2 separate regions of the Sus scrofa genome follow, and region 1 is linked to region 2. A link is a contact called in public HiChIP or PLAC-seq data. All regions are on one chromosome and are shown on one strand. Each heading gives the region's core, a stretch centred on a gene start, on an enhancer-like site or on the middle of the called end of the contact. The rest is flanking DNA. Distances are from core to core; before and after follow the strand shown. Region 1 overlaps FNIP1 (folliculin-interacting protein 1). Region 2 overlaps RAPGEF6 (rap guanine nucleotide exchange factor 6).

Region 1 (5,379 bases), core at 732-3,231, 130 kb after region 2:
GAGGGAAGGTGGGTCATAATGGGTAGAGTAACTGAGAATTACTGCAATTGGGAATAAGGTTTCTTTTCGGGTGATCAAAAATGTTCTACAGGAGTTCCCAACATGGGTCAGCGGTAACGAACCCAACCAGTATCCATGAGGACACGGGTTCGATCCCTGGTCTTGCTCAGTGGGTTGGGATCAGGTGTTGCGACAAGCTGTGTAAGTGGATCTGGTGTGGCTGTGGCTGCAGCTCCGATTTAACCCCTAGCAAAGGAACTGCCATATGCCACACGTGCGGCCATAAAAAGAAAAAAAGTTCTAATACTGACTATGGTAATGATGGCACAACTTTGTGAATAAACTAAAAAAAAAAAAAAAAAAAAAAAACCAAAAAAACCTAAATTACACATTTTAAGCAGGTGAATTATACATAAATTATATTTTTTAAAAAGAGGCACAATTACTGAATGCAAGCATAATAAAAAGGGTGATATAGCCTATATTCACTAGTTCTATTAAAAGTTTCTAAAATTAAAGATCATAGCTACAGTTGTGGTACACAGATTCCTTCTAGCACTCATTATGACTCCTCAAATTTCCAGGGGCCATCTACCCTTCACAAAAAAAAATTTTTTTTCCTTAGCTGTGCCCACCACATATGGAAGTTCCTGGGCCAGGATAAAACCCACGCCACAGCAATGATCCAAGTCCTTAACCTGCTGCAAAAGAGAACTCCCCAGCCATAAAAAGGAATGACATAATGCCATTTGCAGCAACATGGATGGAACTAGAGAATCTCATACTGAGTGAAATGAGCCAGAAAGACAAAGACAAATACCATATGATATCACTTATAACTGGAATCTAATATCCAGCACAAATGAACCTTTCCACAGAAAAGAAAATCATGGACTTGGAGAAGAGACTTGTGGCTGCCTGATGGGAGGGGGAGGGAGTGGGAGGGATCGGGAACTGGGGCTTATCAGACACAACTTAGAATAGATTTACAAGGAGATCCTGCTGAATAGCATTGAGAACTTTGTCTAGATACTCATGTTGCACAGAAGAAAGGATGGGGGAAAAAATGTAATTGTAATGTATACATGTAAGGATAACCTGACCCCCTTGCTGTACGGTGGGAAAATTAAAAAAAAATAAAATAAATAAATTAATTAATTAAAAAAAGAGAACTCCCCACAAAAATTTCTTGATACTGAAGTCTCTATTATCTGGACCTAACTTACTTTTCAAAAACCTACAGTCAAGTAACCTGTACTTCTCAAAGTTCCTTGAATAGACTTGTGATCTTCCACCTTTGAAACTCTGCTCATGTTGTTCCCACTACCTGGAATTCCTTCCCTGTCTGTATCTGTCTAAACTATCCCAACCATCCTCCCTTTAACTAAAGAAAATCTATCCTGCTTCTAGTTTGTTTTTGTTTGTTTGTTTTTTGCTTTTTAGGGCCATACCTGTGACACATGGAAGTTCCCAGGCTAGGGGTCAAATTGGAGCTGCAGCAGCCAGCCGCTGCCACAGCAATTCAGGATTCCAGCTGTATAGCTGTGACCTACACCATGGCATACAGCAACGCTGGATCCTTAACCCACTGAGTGAGGCCAGGGATTGAACCTGCATCCTCATGGATATTGGTTGGGTTCACTTCTGCTGAGCAACAATGGGAACGCCCCTCATACATTCTTTATGGCACTTAATGACAGCAGCACAATGTAAAGTAAGTTGTGTTCACAGTGTACCCCACATTAGGCTGTGAGTTTCTTGGCAGTTGTCTTATTCATCTTTGTATCCATAAGGTTTGACAAAATGCTCTCAAAATAGTACATCTGTATAATAGTATTTAGCGCAAATGCAGCAAAACTGACATAACTAGTGTATTTTTGAATATTTTACATGGAAAGGCCTGGTTTCATGTACAATCTCTACATGTTAAGAGGACAAATATATTGCATAATTACATTGGGGTTATATATGCAATGCTAACACATGTGCAACCAGTGTTATGTAACATATTCAAGAATTCAATCTGGGAGTTTCCTGGTAGTGCATCAGGTTAAGGACCAGGCATTTTACTGCAATGACTCAGATCACTGTTGTGACACAAGTTTGATCCCTGGCCCAGAAACTTCCACACGCCACAGGATCAAAAAATAAATAAATAAAGAATATAATCTATTTAACCTGGAAACTTTCATGTAAGTATACTGCAAACATGGAAATGCTGAAGAGAAATTATCATTTGAAGTCCACCAAAAGACAACTATAAGAATATTCATGGGAGTGCCTGTCGTGGTCAGCAGAGATGAATCTGATTAGCATCCATGAGGACGCAGGTTTGGTTCTTGGCCTCGCTCAGTGGGTCAAGGATCCGGCATGGCTGTGAGCTGTGGTGTAGGTTGCAGACACAGCTCAGATCCCGTGTTGCTATGGTTGTGGCATAGGCCAACGGCTACAGCTCCAATTGGAGCCCTAGCCTGGGAACCTCCATATGTCACGAGTGCAGTCCTAAAAAGACAAAAGACAAAAAATAAAAATTAAAAAAAATATATTCATAGAATTATGATCCCTAATAGTCAAAAATTATAAATGACACTTTGGTTGGAAATAATTCTCCATTAATGAGATTGGACAAATAAGTGTGCATATTCACACACTTAAATACTACTTAACACTGACTACAGCTACATGCAACAAAAGGGATAAATAAATCTGAAATATATTGAACAAAACAAGTCAGACACAAAAGTATGTGATTACAGTATGACCGTATTTACACAAAGTTAAACAGACTAATCTATGGTATTGGAAGTCAGGAAAGCAATTACCCTGGAAGGAAGAGAGAGGAGGTGAGACGAGGGAATGAGATAGGCTTCTAGGATACTGGCAACACTCTGTTTCTACATCTGGGTGCTAGTTATATAAGTGATTTCACTTTGACAAAACTGCTGAATTTTACATTTTATAATCTGAAAACTTTTCTATATACAAGTTATACTTCAATAATTTGTACTTTTAAAAGTGGAGGAATGAAGTTTGTGTGGAAGTACCAGCTGAATTCCGGCCCTGCATGGTGAGTTAAGGATCAAGCATTGCTGCAGCTGTGGTGTAGGTCACAGCTCTGGCTGGGATTCAGTCCCTGGGCTGGGAACTTCCACATGCCACAGGTGCAGCCAAAAAAGGAAAAAAATAAATACATTGGAGGAATGAGATGACAGAGTATTGGGATAAAATAAAGAAAAACTCAAATGTTAATGTTTAGCATCTCCTGATGTTTCTCTTAAGTGTCAGCTGAATCCAACTAATCATATCCCATCTGAATTCTTCCTATGCCTAAAAGACCCTGTAGCTGCACATCAAAGCAAAGCACTTCTAATACTTTTTATGATGTTGTGCAGATTACATTATGTTAGCTTAAGTGTCATAAAGTAAATGCACAGTAAAGACCAAGTATAATTCTATAAATTATCAAAAGGTATACACTGCTACCATAAAGTACCATTAAATTATGTGTAAAATAGTGGAGAAATATTTAGGAGGGAAAAACAGTGAATGATCAGTTACTGCAGTATTACTTGTAACAGTTAAGGATGGGAAACAAGCCAGTCATAAGTAGGAGACTGGGTAAATAATGTTATACCCAAGAATAGATTACTTTGCGGCTGTTAAAAAGAATGAAGAAGATATCTATAATACCAATATAATGTTATCTCCATAATACAGTAAAAGAAAAAGGTGTGAGGAGTTCCCGCTGTGGCTCGGTGGAAACGAATATGACTAGCATCCATGAGGATGCAGGTTCAATTCCTGGCCTCGATCACTGATCAATGAGTTAAGGATAGGGTGTTGCATGAGCTGTGGTGTAGGTTGCAGACACAGCTCAGATCACCAGTTGCTGTGGCTGTGGGGTAGGCCAGCAGCTACAGCTCCGATTTGACCCCTTGCCTGGGAGCCTCCATATGCTGTGATGCAGCCCTAAAAAAAATAAAAAGAAAAAAAGAAAAAGGTGTGAAATGTGTAATAGTACATTACCTTTTTCATAAAACAAGGAAAGATACGGTTATACGTATAAGTATATACTTATTAACATTTCCAAATATGAACGAAAATAAAAACTAAAAATAAGGAAGAAAATGGAAGACAGCAAATAGGAATGGAGTCCTGAATTATGTGGATTACTGTGTTTTACCGTTTTGACTTTAGAATCATATATATTTTACATAGTGTTTTAAAAGCTAAAGCAAAAAAAAAAAAGCAGTCATAAATCTAAAAAAGACATGTATCTTATTTATACCCACTTTATGGCACAACTACTTAGGTAAGAATTATTATTATTATTATTCCAAGAGAATTTATAACATTAACATATAACCTAAACACAAAAAGCACCTCAAAGAAGCCTTGAACTGCATAATATTGGTAGTGTTAATTAGAAGTAATAATATTGGTAGTGTTAATTAGAAACTATTATATGTGAGGTAAAATTAACCACTTAAGTAATTAAGTCATTATCTCTTGGTTTTTCCTCTGAAAAGACCTATAAATAAGGACAATCAGTGACAATAAAGACCACTAGGATACAGAGAGGTCCCTAAATACCATTCCTACCAAAAGGAACTGGGATCCTTAGGAAAAATGGCTGATTCTAGGTCTGTGGCAGAAATATGCCCATAATAGTTTATTGTTTTGCCAGAAAAAACTAAGGTCATGTCAACAGGACACAGGAGCCAATGTAAAAGGGATCCCATTAGCCAAAGATGGCTCACCAAAAAATGTAACGACTGCAATAGACTGAATCAAATATTAAAAAAACAACTACAAAAACAAACATTAACCAAAAAAACCTCATTGGTCACCTCTGAAGGCTGGCAGAACATCAAAGCATTATTTTGAAAAGTGGTAAATAAACATTTATATTGCCTTTCCTAATTTCAAACTAATTTCAGTAGAAATGATAATTAGAAAATCATCATTTTGTAATGACAAAATAATACAATGGTTCTCAAAGTATGATTCCCCAGGTCATCACCAACTAGAAATTTGTCAGAAATATAAATTCTTGGAGTTCCCGTCATGGTGCAGTGGCTAATGAATCCGACTAGGAACCATGAGGTTTCAGGTTCAATCCCTGGCCTCGCTCAGTGGGTTAAAGATGCAGTGTTGCCATGAGCTGTGTTTAGGTCGCAGACGTGCCTTGGATCTGGCGTTGCTGTGGCTATGGTGTAGGCCGGTGGCTACAGCTCCGATTAGACCCCTAGCCTGGGAACCTCCATATGCCTCGGGAGTGGCCCTAAAAAAGGCAAAAAAAAAAAAAAAAAAGAAAAGAAAAAAGAAACATAAATTCTTGGAGTTCCCATCATGGCAGAGTGGTTAATGAATCCAAAT
Region 2 (5,415 bases), core at 2,482-4,981:
AGCCATACCTTCTCAGCCAGTTATGTGAGTGAAGGTGGGCAAGCTGAGGTGGTGAGACCACAGCCATCCTACAAACTGCCTTTCCAACACCCCATACCCAATGCATTCTATTCTATGACTTCTCAATTTTACTGTTAAATGAAATATTAAATTCTTCTTTGTAGCTCTGTATGTACAAGGAATTAATGAGTCAGTTACATATACATTTCTAATTAAGCAGACTGGGATTTCCATACCCTTCGTCAATGTTGTACTAAGCAATGTGCTGCTCTCAGAGCAACTCTCTCTCTCTCTCAATTCTGCAGACTGCTGTTATAAGCAGGCTTATAAAACCAATTAAAACTTGGAAAATTTAAACTGGGTTTTTTGTTTTTATATTTTATGGGTGCATGTGCAACACATGGAAATTCCCAGGTCAGGGACTGAATCTGAGCTGCTGCAGTTAACATCAGATCCTTTAATCTACTGTGCCAAGCCGGGGACAGAACCTGCACCTTCACAGCAACCAGAGCCACTGTAGTTGGATTCTTAACCCACTGCAGCATGGCGCTAATACCAAAACTAGCATTCTTAGAGCAATTCTGAATTTTTCTTTTTCTCAAAGTCTAAAATTGGTGAATTTCTTATCCATGATATGCTTAAGTCATCATACACAGCTTTCAGTACATCAATTATCTAAAACACTCATTAACGAAGATATTTTACTCATTATCCTGGGAATTTTAACAATAAAAAAAATCTCTCAGGATGGCTCTCTACAGTCAGTATAGATTCAGTCCCAAGATATACATATTCTGAAGCTATAATCAAAATTTATGCTGAAGAACCTTCTCCAAATGTGGGGGTTTGGGATTGGCATGTGCACACTGAGGTATATGGAAATTGGCCAATGGTGACATGCTGTATAATACAGAGAACTCTACCCAATGTTCTGTGATAATCTATGTGGGGAAAGAATACGAAAGAGAATGGATATGTGTGTATGTATGATTGAATCAATTTGTTGTAGGCAGAAATTATCACAACCCTGTAAATCAACTCTACTTCAATAAAACTTAAAAAAAAAAACTTCACCAAATCATCAGTAGGCTGCCTTCAGCCTAACAATGTGGTTAAAATCTTGGTAAACTACTGCCTTTGGAATGGATAAGTAATGAGACCCTGCTGTACACCACTGGGAACTATATATCTAGTCACTTATGATGGAGCATGATAACATGAGAAAAAAGAAGTGTATATGTGACTGGGTGACCTTGCTGTACAGTATAAAATTGACAGAACCACTAAACCAGCTACAATGGAAAAAAATAAAAATCATTTTTAAAAAATTTTTAAAAATAAAAATAATAAAATCTTCGACACTGGAGACAGTTGTAGGTTCCAACTCTGCCTCTATCAGTTATCCATGTAAACTTGGATAATGTGATTAACATTTATTTTTTGCACCACAGGAATGATAAACTACTTCCTTTTGAACATAAAATAATGCCTATTAAATATGCGGTACAGATACTAACACACAGTAAAAGTTAATAAATCTTGGTATATGTTTTATATGTTTGCATTATAAAGTTACAAAACAAAGTTTAATTATCAACAGACTATTAAAACTATTTTGAAGATGATTTTCAACAACTACTCCAAGTTAAGCCCATATATTAAACACAAAATTCCATTCCACTCGTTTTCTCATTCATGAAGGTATAAATTTATTCAGCAAAATGCCAAGAAAGATCTATATGTAACAATTATTACAGCGGGTGCCAGGGACGATGGATTCTAAATACCATTTCCTACTAAAAGGAACCAAGGTTCCCTAGATAAAAGGCTGATTTTAGCAGAAGGGCAAAGCAAGTACAAGCCTGGAACTTTTTTTTTGGCTGTACCTATACCCCCAGGTTGTGGGGAGGGGGAGATCAAACCCACACCACAGCAGCCATTGGAGCAGGTGCAGTGACAACATCTGATCCTTAAACCATTGTGTCACATGGAAACCCCCAAGCCTGGAACATTTTTTTGGGCCAGAAAGAACGGTATTACTTAAAGACTAATGGGGTCATGCCAAAAGGACATAAGAACTTAGAAAGGATTCCCGCTGGCTAAATTTGGGGCAACCTAATAGTGAGAAAGAATAATGACAATAATAAAAATACAAAAATAATCCCTGAATTCAGTTTTTTGTTGTTGTTCTTTTTAAGGAGGAGGAGAGGGGAAAGTGCGGAAAGTTCTGTACAGAATACCAGCTAATAAATGTAGAAGGAATAAATAACTACACTTTCTACTTCACACTTTCAGGTGGGTGACCCATCAGCTTCTCAAGCGCAACAAATCCAAAAACAAAGTGATCATCTATACCCCTAGCTGTGTCTTGCTCCTAGGTTCCTTCATTTAGGTGACAGTACTCACCTTTGACAGTTCTGGTGAGAATCTCTCAATTCTACTTTCTAAACATCTTTGTTCCCCATTTCAAATGAAGCAATTCAGGGATTTAGTATTTCTTACTGGATAACAGAAAACAGCCTTCTTGCCTGTAGTCTGCCCCCCCTGTAATCCATTCTTCAGAGTGCTGCCAGAGTGATCTTTGTAAAAAGAAAATACAGACTCCTTAACAAGGAGAACACAGTCCTTGATGTCTGGATCCTGACCATACCTCCAGCCTCATCTATTTTCCTACTCATTTTTGTCCCAAAGTTCCAGCTACCCAGGTGAATTGCATGTTTGTGCCAAGCTCACCTTGTGGTCTTGGCAAATACTGTTTCCTTTTCAGAAAACACATATTGCTCCTTCTTCACATAACTTTTATATATTCTAGTCCACACTCAAATCAGAGTTCCCTCTTCTAAAACGTGAATGACACCTGCCTACCCCCTTACTCCTCTCTCCCAACAGCCTTCCCACAAACTCCTGAGCACTTGGTATTTGCAATTATCGCAGTACTTAACCTGACTGTGTTTTAATTGTCTGTGTACCTGTCTATCTCCTCCCAGCAGAACTTGAACCTTTTGTCCCTGGCACTTAAAAATAGGGTTTTAAAAATATTTACCACATAAATATCCATCAGGCAATCTTCCACAGACACACACATACACAAAACTTCAACTCTGCCTTAGAAAGTCATTTAAGGAATTCATGAACAATTCAAACTTCAGGGGGCACTTGAGACACTTATGAGGCACTTGTGACACTAAACTCTTTTCTAAAAAATCTACTATGATGAAGCTATCTCATATTAGTCAAATGTTTTTAAGAAATCAAACTAGAATAGGCTAACATCCTCTGAAAACAAGTTATAAAACAGAATGGTATAAAAAAATCACATTATCAAGCAAACCTGTTTTCATTCCACATGAAACTTGATAATTATAAACTTCCATTAAATCAACACAGTCACTTTAAAGAACTTCGTGCAGTACAGGCAAGATTAAACAAGAAGCATTTATTTAGGAAAACATTAGACCTCTATATAGATGTCAGTAAAGAAATAAAAGCTCAAAGCTTACAATGTAACCTAAAGTTCAGGGATAAAGAGAAAGCAGTGGTCTAAGGAACTGACTGATGAATCATGTGACCTTAACCAAGACATTTTACTTCTTTATCTGTATGCAGCCTATTTGACTAGCTCTTGACCCCATTAGCTAAAGTATTTTTGGGGAAGCTATATATGCTCACAATTACATGCTATGTGGTGGTGCTATTTCCGCTGTGTACTAAGTGTCCTAGGCCATGAGTCCCACAGTCTCTGCTACGTGTCAAAGCTTGAAGCCCTACAGCTCCCACAGCTTCATGAATAGCAAAGTACTGGAGAAAGTCTAGTAGTGGAGAACATCAAACAGGGGCTGCTTATGCTTCTATAACCTCAAGTTCTTAATAAAGTGGCTCATACAGTTTTTACCTACAGCCAGACCTAAGTTTACACAGGCTAGTTCAAAGTAAAGCCAAATGGCAACTACAAGGTTATACAGCTCACAAGTGTACATCCCTGTCAAAGAACAAGACTCATACAGTCAAGCCGTTGTCCACTGCTGGCTGCTCTTCCTCTTTGCAGAATTCTAAGGAAAGCTCCTCATCTCTCAAAAACAAAATCTTATGGTGTTGAAACTCCTGAATGGCCGCAGGTTTTTCCTCAATAAATATCCAATACATTTAAAATGAGGTGTCTTGGAAGAGAAATTACCTAATAAAGGCCCCAGCCAGATCTAGTATTCCCTCTCTACAGCTGAGTTTACAAATGAAGGTCAGAGGGCCCCAGAAGCAAAAATAAGTTCTTCTACTTTCCAAGGAACCCTCTGAATGTGCATCTGCTGTAGATGAGCACAACAGAATCTTTGTTCTGCCACCCTCAGAGATGCACAGTGACTCACTTAAAAATGACTCCAAGTACAATGGTGCTCTTTTGCCAATTCAGAAAGAACTTCTACAAGTGGTACATTTAAACATCGTTATTCTAAATTCTGAAAGAGGTTAATAGATAATTATAAGAATATTAAATTTTACATTCTTTCAGTCCTCTTTAACTTTGGGTTTAAAAAAATAAGCTTTAAAAAAAAAAAAAACTTTTTAGATTGTAAATAGGCAATTACAGTAACACCTAGCTCAGCATGAAATATTTGTCCAGCCAAAGTTTTAAACCTGGTTAAAAACATATGAAAAGTAAAACTGGCACTGCAGTTAAAACTGCAAACGTGTTTCAAAGCCATAAAAAAAGGAGTTCCTATTTCAAAGTATGACTAAAGTTCCTCTCTCCAAATTGTCTCTGAGGAACTGCCAGATAAAACACATAGTTTCTTTCTAGTAATTGTACATTATTAATATTTAATAAGAGAATATGAATAGCAAATTTTGTCATTGTGCCAAACTTCATCAATCTTTTTACCCCAGCACTTCATATATTAGACTAATAGAAATCACACTAGAAAAGAGAAAAACAGTATTTGTCACATTCCTTTCTAAAGTCATTTACAAGTATTTAGCTACCTCTTATATAATAAGTATTGCATGATGTGAATGAGGAGATAAGAATAAAGTCACTGTCCTCGAGGAACTTACAGTCCAGGCAGGGAGACAAACATGTTAGAATCATAACGCAGTACAATAATTGCTATGGTGGAGGAAGGTGCAAAGTAATCTGGGATCACAAAAAAGGAATGGGAGAGGCAATTTCAGTGAGGAGTCTGCATTTGTCAAGTGAGAGGATGGCCTTCAGTTAAAGGAAACAACAAGCTAATATGTATGGTTACCATTTATTGAGTGTTCATTATGATTGGCACTTTGCTAAATACTTTAATATATTATCTCATTTAGCCCACATGACAATCCCCTGAAGACAGTCAATCTTACAGAAATTAGCTAACTTTCTTAGGGTCACTCAAATTCTCAGTCCTAGAGCTCAGATTTGAAGTAGGCTTAACCAAATAC

What was found. HiChIP or PLAC-seq counts read pairs in DNA pulled down with a chosen protein or histone mark.
Region 1: an H3K27ac HiChIP or PLAC-seq map of alveolar macrophages shows a contact between it and region 2. The contact joins two enhancer-like sites. A contact is called at or near these places in 1 of 47 Hi-C or Micro-C datasets (psoas muscle) and 1 of 2 datasets of contacts at active chromatin or transcription factors (alveolar macrophages).

What each region holds. Positions count from the first base shown.
Region 1 is chr2:134,070,235-134,075,613 of Sscrofa11.1, forward strand. All of the region lies in intron 1 of FNIP1 (folliculin-interacting protein 1), which reads right to left. Among named protein-coding and RNA genes, the nearest start is that of FNIP1, 20 kb to the right of the region's middle. Within about 2 kb of position 1,982, at least 1 of the 83 cell types and tissues checked has an H3K27ac peak or open chromatin away from gene starts, as enhancers often do. A contact at or near this core is called in alveolar macrophages, where this site is marked.
Region 2 is chr2:133,937,385-133,942,799 of Sscrofa11.1, forward strand. The region is part of intron 1 of RAPGEF6 (rap guanine nucleotide exchange factor 6); the gene reads right to left. Among named protein-coding and RNA genes, the nearest start is that of RAPGEF6, 11 kb to the right of the region's middle. Within about 2 kb of position 3,732, at least 17 of the 83 cell types and tissues checked have an H3K27ac peak or open chromatin away from gene starts, as enhancers often do. A contact at or near this core is called in alveolar macrophages, where this site is marked.